Regions from separate parts of the Oryzias latipes genome. Here region 1 is linked to region 2. A link is a contact called in public Hi-C data. All regions are on one chromosome and are shown on one strand. The core of a region is the stretch at or near the end of the contact, and the rest is flanking DNA. Distances in the headings are between cores, read along the strand shown. Region 1 overlaps LOC101174778 (zinc finger protein 638). Region 2 overlaps stk26 (serine/threonine-protein kinase 26).

Region 1 (3,556 bases), core at 947-3,446, 94 kb before region 2:
TGTTGTGGGTTAAGAGAAAATATCTGTTACAATTTAATGATTTCTACATAACATCTAGAGTCCTTAAGAAAAAAAGCAAACCGCAGCCCGGTCCGTGAAAATATAGTCTGACATTAAACCAGTCCATAGCCTGAAGAAGGTTGGAGACCACTGATTTAAAGGATGAATTCTTTGTTGTTGATGAGGTTATTTACATTTATAGACATCCATTTTACTTGTGCATATTCTCGTTAGTGTCCAGGTGGACACTAACATCCACCTGGAGCGATTCTAGAGACTGAGTGAACATTTGATTAACATTTCTCCACCACAATCTCATCCAACTCTCTACCTTACAGTAAATCTGCATCATCCAGTGGCCGTACAGCCCAAACTGGAAAAGAAAGAGGGCCTGCTGCTGCATCCGAAGGCAAAAAACCCACAACAGCAAAGCCTGCGGCCAAAGCTAAAGTCACGGTTTCTAAAGCTAACGCTGCCTCCACCAGTAAGACTGCGAAAACGGTAAAGACAAAAAATTCAGCTAAAAAGACGACCAAAGCCAAGGAACACGCTCCAGAGCCGCCAGGACCAAAAAAGACCAAGGTTCTAGCAAAGACACAAACTAGTAAAGCTAAACCGACTGTTGTGCAGAAAAAGACCGGAAAAGTTACCAAACCCGTAACGAAGACCGCGCCCAAAGCATCTGCATGCAAAACTGCTGATGCTGATGCAAAGGCCTCAGCCAAAACTCCACAGACGCTTAAACCTGCATCTCAGGGCTCTGCTGGAGCAGAGAAGACGGTGGAAGAAACACAGAAAACTGAGACTGAAGCTGCAGGAAGTCCTTCAGGTGATGCCCAGACTATAAAGTCTGAAGCTGTCCAGATCCTAATCATTAATAATCCTTTGAAGCCTCACGAAGTGAAACAAGAAGAACCCATGGAGGTCGAAGTGCCTCCTGGTATCAAAGAGGTTAAAGGCTTTGGGACTCCTCCCCCCCAAACCACAGAGAAAACCACACCGGATGAGCCTCCCACACCAGACAAAGGTTCTAAAGAGCTCCATCAAAGATCAGATCCACCTAAAGGAATGGAAACTGAGGCTTCACATGAGAGTTCTAAAGTGGAACCAAAGCAGACTGATGCTGAAGGTTTGTTGAAGACGTTCAATACAATTTCATACGTTTAGGAAAACTGACACCTTTGTCTGTACTCACGAAACTTTCTCCTCTGAACATGCTTTGTTTGTAGGAAAGAAAGAGGCGGCACCCAAAACGTCTGTGGAAACACGAACCACCTCTGCTGCTGCGTCCACAAGTTCACTGATGTTTGAAGACAAGATTCCTAAAATCGATGAGAACGTGTACAAGGCTTTCACCGCAGTACTGCGCGAACACAAAAAGGTGATTTCTGCCTGATTCTGCTGTCATGCAAAAAGAAAAAAACACAATATTTTTTCTGACGGAAACCATCAAATCTCTTTTTGGAAACAAGTGTAATTTATCGTATTTGTCAAGCATTAAAGTTTTTGTGGTTTTCTCTTAACTTTCAGAATAAAAGCTCTGAAAATAAGAAAGATAAAAAGCAGGAAACGGTAAAGACAAACTTTTTTTCGTTAGAAACCATGGTTCATTTTTATTCTCTTAAAGTACAACAATCTCATCAAAGTGAAGTTTTATTTGACCTTTTTCTCTTGTTTTCCAGGTTGATGGTGAAGGGGAGGGGCTTTCCTCTTCCTTTTTTGATGAGCAGAATTTCAACATCGAAGACTTTGTCACCCTTGATGAAATCGTAGGAGATGTGGACAACAGCAATGCTCACCAAACCTCGACGGATAAAACTGAAAAGAAGAGCAAAGATGAGTCATCGGCAGCCAAAAAAGCTTCCTCCAAGAGTTCGTCATCAACTTCCTCATCCAAGTCAACAACAAGTAGCTCAAAGTCTGCTTTAACTAAAAATCAGAACGACTCATCCGAGTCCTCCAAACCTTCTATCTCTGCTAAAGCCAGTAAAACATCGTCCACCTCTTCCTCACAGTCCGATTCTCCACCAAGTAAGACGTCCAAACAGTCATCCTCTCCTGCAGGTCGGACTACACGTTCATCAACAGCTGCCAGAAAATCTGAAGAAACGTCCCAGAAGCCAAAAGCTGAAACGACAGCTGGAAAGAGTGCAGTGACGGAGTCTGACCACAGCGTGTCAGCAGAGAGCTCTGCTGGAAATGCTGTTGAGTCGGAGACAAAAATAGAACCACCTTCAAAGGTGGAGTCTAAACACCAGATGCAGAGTCCGAGGACTGATTTCAAGGATGAAACGAGCAAAGATGAAAAGAAGAAAGACACAAAAACAAAGACGGATGATGCTGAACACATGAAGGAAATGAGGAATTATGGGAATGACCAGAACCCTGAAGTCCAAAAAGATGTGGGCCATCCAAGCAACAAAGAAGCTCCAATGCCTGAAGACCTACAAGTTTTAGAAATGATTCAGATGGAAAACAAGACTGAGACTGAAAACCAATCATCAGAACAAACGTTGCTTCCTGAAGGAAAAGGAGCTCAAGTTTTTGGTGAATCTGATAAACCAACAGCGGGAAATGAAATGGCTCTAAGCAAGGAAGGCAACCAAACTCCAACTACCATAGAGAGTGTAGGGAATGTCAAACTGACGGAGGCTGAAACCAAAACAGACGAGTCCTCCAAAACGTCTGCAGATTCAGAGCAAACTTCTGATGACAAAGAGCAGCCTCTGGATCCTGTCAAAGAAGTCCAAACTCTTAGTCACCAACAAGCTAACGCAAAGGAGGAAGCCACAGAAGAGGAGGATGAAGTGTACCATGTCCTCGATGCGATCGAGGATCTGCCAACAACTACAGAGTCAGAGACAGACATTAATGAAGCACCAAGGAAGAAGGTTGGTACCGGCGGTCAAGAAGACAACACAACAAGGAAGAGCGATCAAAAGAGCAAAACATCATCAGATGAGAAAGAAGAGTCGCAGAAGAAACGGGACAGGAAAGCTACAAAATCTGAAACACAAATCAAGAAGAAATCCATAAGGAGAGACGAAAAGACGGAGGAGGACATTGAGGAGGACCCGGAGTACATGATCTTTGAGGTATTGGACTCTGTTGAAGACGAATCCGTTCTGGAAGTTCCAACCTTAGAAATGCTGGATCAGAAAAGTAATACTGGAGCTACTGAGGAGAAAACGTCAAGTGTGAAAGGATCCCCCAAAAGTTCTAAAGAGGAAGAGGATCCTGAGAAGAAGGCAGGCACGGACGAACAAAGCGTCTCTACAAGATCTACCAGAGGACGAAAATCATTGAACCAGGATCAAGCAAAGGAAGATATTTCCTCGAGGAGGAGTACTCCAGCTAGAGAGTCACGGGGGCTAAAAGAAAAAACTCCTAAGACCGAAGATGAAGCTCCTCTAAAAGAAAGGACTCCCACACAAAAGAGGGGTGATGTGATGAAGGACACAAGCGAGGACGATACAGCTTCCAGCACTTTGGGGGCTCCAGAAGAGGAGGTTGTCCAAAAAGATCAACCGCCAGTTCAAGAAAAACCAAGAAGAGG
Region 2 (3,915 bases), core at 1,142-3,641:
TCCGGGAATTCCCGGAAATCCGGGTTTTTGAGCAAACCGAACGTACTTTCCGGGAAATAAAGACCTGATCTCTAGGGACAAATCGCTTTCCGGATTAGAAAATGGTCTGAAATCAGCTAATTTTAGCTTTATTTTCTATATTTCTCCGCAGATCGCTTCCTCTATGGTCGTGGCCATCTCTCATCTTCCCGGCCTAATTGACCAATGACGGGACGTTTTAGTTGCTTTCGGATGCGTCGACGGGTCTGATTGGCTCTGTCTGCACCACGTGGTCAGCGTGACTTGCTTCCCTAGAGACCAAAACTGGCGGACCCACGCTAAACTTTCACAAACACACCTGAAGAGTTTGCGATCAAATTTCTGTTAAAATAATGGCAGGCATCGTCATTATTGAGCGTGGTCACGACCTCAGTTGTGAGAAGACGATAAAAAACAAATTGAAGTGGTCTTGGCTGGAAAAAAAAGATTTTTAAGGTAGTGTAGGTCAAATACTTTTTTGTGTAAAATAATCTCAAAACCACATTTTGAAATAATTTCAATTTTAGTTTTGAGTTTCAGTTTTTATTTTGAATACATTTCTCTATCTAATTTATTTGTATTTCCTAATTACCATGATTTAGTTCAGTATAGTTGACATTAATTATAAGTATTTGATGGTTTGGACCCGCACTCCCTTAAAAAATAATGTTTACAATGTTTAGTTTAGTTTGTATGTTTGTTTTGATATTTCCCAGATTACTTAGTATTGGTGTTAAAGAATTGATGTATTATGTTATAGAATTATAGTTTAAAGCAGATCCCATATTTTGATGTAATTATAGTTTGAGAAAACAGTGCAAGTGGATGTTGTACATCAGTCATTTCTAAAGCAGAAATAATGTATAAATAACTGAGCTATTTTCATAGAATATCATAGTTACTGGTGTTCTTTTTGCCATTTGGGGCTTTGATGTTACTATATTTTAGCAATTGTATGTTTTGCAGCTTTAAGGAAAAGCGTAGATTGTAGGATTGTGTTACTTTGAGCAATTTTCCAAATTCTTTTTTAGGACCAGCAAGTCCTTAATGGAGAGTCAAACTAGGGGTTTGAATGACAAATCATGATGCTCCAATTAGTCTTAGTTTCTTGATAAAGAAGTGAATAACTAGCTGCCAGAATGCACCAGAATGCATCTAAGACCACGTATTTTTCCAAAATTTCGCTCTGTGCCCGCCATATCGCTCAAAGAAAAGTTCAGGGATTTTTTCCTTGCCTGACTTTCATCACTGCTCTATTTAAATCCCGGCGTCTTTTTCTTTACGGTTCCCAACGATCAGGAATTTCCTTACTGCAGCGTCGCGGACGCTGATGCTGTAAATGTCTTTACAGGAAGTGATGTCACAACATAACTCTTCAAAAGCTCAAAATATGTCAAGAAAAAGTGATGCATTTCATCTAAAAGCTGTTGAAAACACATTATTTCTAATTTTTTTTTAAGTCATCATAGAAGCAACAGGAGTTAAAAACAAGTTCTGGTCACAAAATAGAACCTTTTGATTCCACTGTTTTGGAATTAATAATTAGCAAAATATTCAGGTTTGTTTTCAAAAGTCCACAGAAAATGTCGATTTCAATGTCATCATCCTCATGAGGATGAAGATTTTCTAAGAGCATGACTCGTCATAAACAGCTTCAAGAAACCCAAAGCTTTTACTTTGACTTCCTGCTACTTCCTTCCTGCTGCAGTTTTGTGGACAGCAGGAAGTCTAGAAAGTTATTACAACTGCTGGAAATATAGGAAACTGTTTTATTTCATCTTTAATTATCAGTGTTTTGAAAATAAAAGTTTTTGTTTTGATTCGGTAAATCCAATGTTGCGTTCAAATACATCAGGGTATCTATTATTAACATTCTTTGTTAAGTTTTATGATGCTTTAAAGATTATTTTCACTTAAACTTATTTCATTTTTTTTATTGGAAACTCTTTGGATTTCTGAATTTCTTGTAGATTTTTTTTTTTTGGTCAAAAATGATCAAATATTTCTGTTGGATGACGACATGCACAGGTTTTCTGTCTCTCTGAAACCCTTAATAAGAATGCAGATGCCAGACAAGCCTCTGTGACCTCTGACCTCTGGAATCCAACGGGAGCTGCGGACTTTTCTCTTTGCCGTGAAAACGTTTTCATCCTCCTCGTCTCGTCTCGTCCACAGCTGCAAACGTCCTGCTGTCCGAACACGGTCAGGTGAAGCTGGCGGACTTCGGCGTGGCAGGTCAGCTGACCGACACGCAGATCAAGAGGGAAACCTTCGTGGGAACGCCGTTCTGGATGGCGCCTGAAGTCATCCAGCAGTCTGCCTACGACTCAAAGGTCAGGCACCCGTTTACTTTACGGCTAACGCCTCCCCCGGGGCCGTCTGACCCCCCCCCCCCTCCCCCACGGGGCTGTTTTTGTTCTGAAAGAGCAAATCTGGGCCGTTTCTAACACAAAGGGAGCCTCCATTTCCCAGAAAACACTGGGCCTCCCTCTCTGAGAACTATTTGTGTGCCACAGATTGGTGAACCAGAAAAGAGGAAGACATTTGCATTTTCTTTTTTAAAGCACAAATCGTTTCAAATATGCAAACAATTCTTCATTTAGGGAAGTTTGAGCCCGCCGTAAACACAGGAAGAACACGGCGAACACACGATCAAATGCTACTTCCCCGTTTGATGCGAGAGCGCTCACACTTGTCCGGTTTGGAGAGCTGATAGTGGAACCATGGCTGAGTCTTTAGAGCAGGCATGTCCAAAGTCCGGCCCGGGGGGGCCAAGTGCAGCTCACATTTAGATTTCATGCAGGTTGCTGTCATAAAATCAATAATATATGAAAAAAAACACACAGTGTTTTAGATGGGATTTGTCAGCTCTCATGCTGAAAAGATCATAAAAACATTTATTAGTGAAATAATTTGAGAAAATACATGAAAAGATGAAAAACAAGCCAAGAAATTCATTGAAATTCCCCCCCGCCTATGTGTGGGTTTTGTTTTTAGCTCTTATAAAGAAAGTTTCCTTCTGTTGGTAATAAATTAAATATACCTTTTTGAAAATGTTGGAATAATTTTTTTTTGCTTGATAATTAAAACACAAATGTACAAATATTTAGTCCATCTTTAACTCATTCAGAAAATAGAGAATATTTGAAGAAAACACGGTATAGACCTATTTTTTTTATGTAAAGTTTTTTGATTTTTTACTTTAAAAAAACAACCTTTAACTCCAATTTTTTTCTCTTCTATAAAATAACTGCTATAGTATAAATGTGTCCATTTTTGCTAATAGTACGTAAACGCCAATTTATGAAATATTTCTAAATAAAACTAATCAAGATGATTTTCTTGTCTAGTCTGTGCATTTTCCTCCCGTCAGTCCACTGCTGAACGTCGACAGAATCCCAGTCCTGAAGCTCTAAAGTTTGTTTGCCCCTCCCCCGTTTGCATGTCGCCGTGGCAACCAGGAGAGCCTGCAGTTGCTCCGGCCTTGGGGGCGGTTTCGTTATTCCCTGAGCGCGCCCGGGTTCGTTTGCATGAGGCAGACGGCCGCCCTGCGGTCGGTGACGTCCCGCCGGCGGACGGCGAGCAACAGGTTTTTCCCGTTGACTGGGATTCCCTCCGCCGGCTCTTTGTCTCTGTATTTTTAGCCGCATTTCAAACACTAACCTGGCTGTTATGGACAAACAATTTAGCCATGAACGAGGATAATGACATTTTTTGAAGCTTTTCTATTGAGGAATGCAAACTAATTTGCTTGTGTTTTGAACCCCTAGTGGTCACCTGGTGAACTGACATGGCTCCAGCTTTATGGGGTACCAGCAAATACTTTTTTTGTTTTTAGTAAACACTCATTTTTATTATAAAGTAAGTTAAAAGCTTCCTTTTAATTGATGTCAACGA

What was found. A called contact is a pair of places that touch in the nucleus more often than the background predicts.
Region 1: a Hi-C map of fibroblasts shows a contact between it and region 2, with 2.1 times the contacts expected there. The contact joins two enhancer-like sites. A contact is called at or near these places in 3 of 5 Hi-C or Micro-C datasets (embryo and fibroblasts).

The regions. Positions count from the first base shown.
Region 1 is chr18:4,790,996-4,794,551 of ASM223467v1, reverse strand. It overlaps LOC101174778 (zinc finger protein 638), which reads left to right. Exons shown (of 20, transcript XM_011487289.3): 11 at 339-1,129; 12 at 1,230-1,381; 13 at 1,531-1,572; 14 at 1,683-3,556. Among protein-coding and RNA genes, the nearest start is that of LOC105356397, 11 kb to the right of the region's middle. Within about 2 kb of position 2,196, at least 2 of the 8 cell types and tissues checked have an H3K27ac peak or open chromatin away from gene starts, as enhancers often do.
Region 2 is chr18:4,696,872-4,700,786 of ASM223467v1, reverse strand. stk26 (serine/threonine-protein kinase 26) reads left to right here. Exons shown (of 13, transcript XR_002292346.2): 6 at 2,194-2,351. Among protein-coding and RNA genes, the nearest start is that of stk26, 23 kb to the left of the region's middle. Within about 2 kb of position 2,391, at least 5 of the 8 cell types and tissues checked have an H3K27ac peak or open chromatin away from gene starts, as enhancers often do.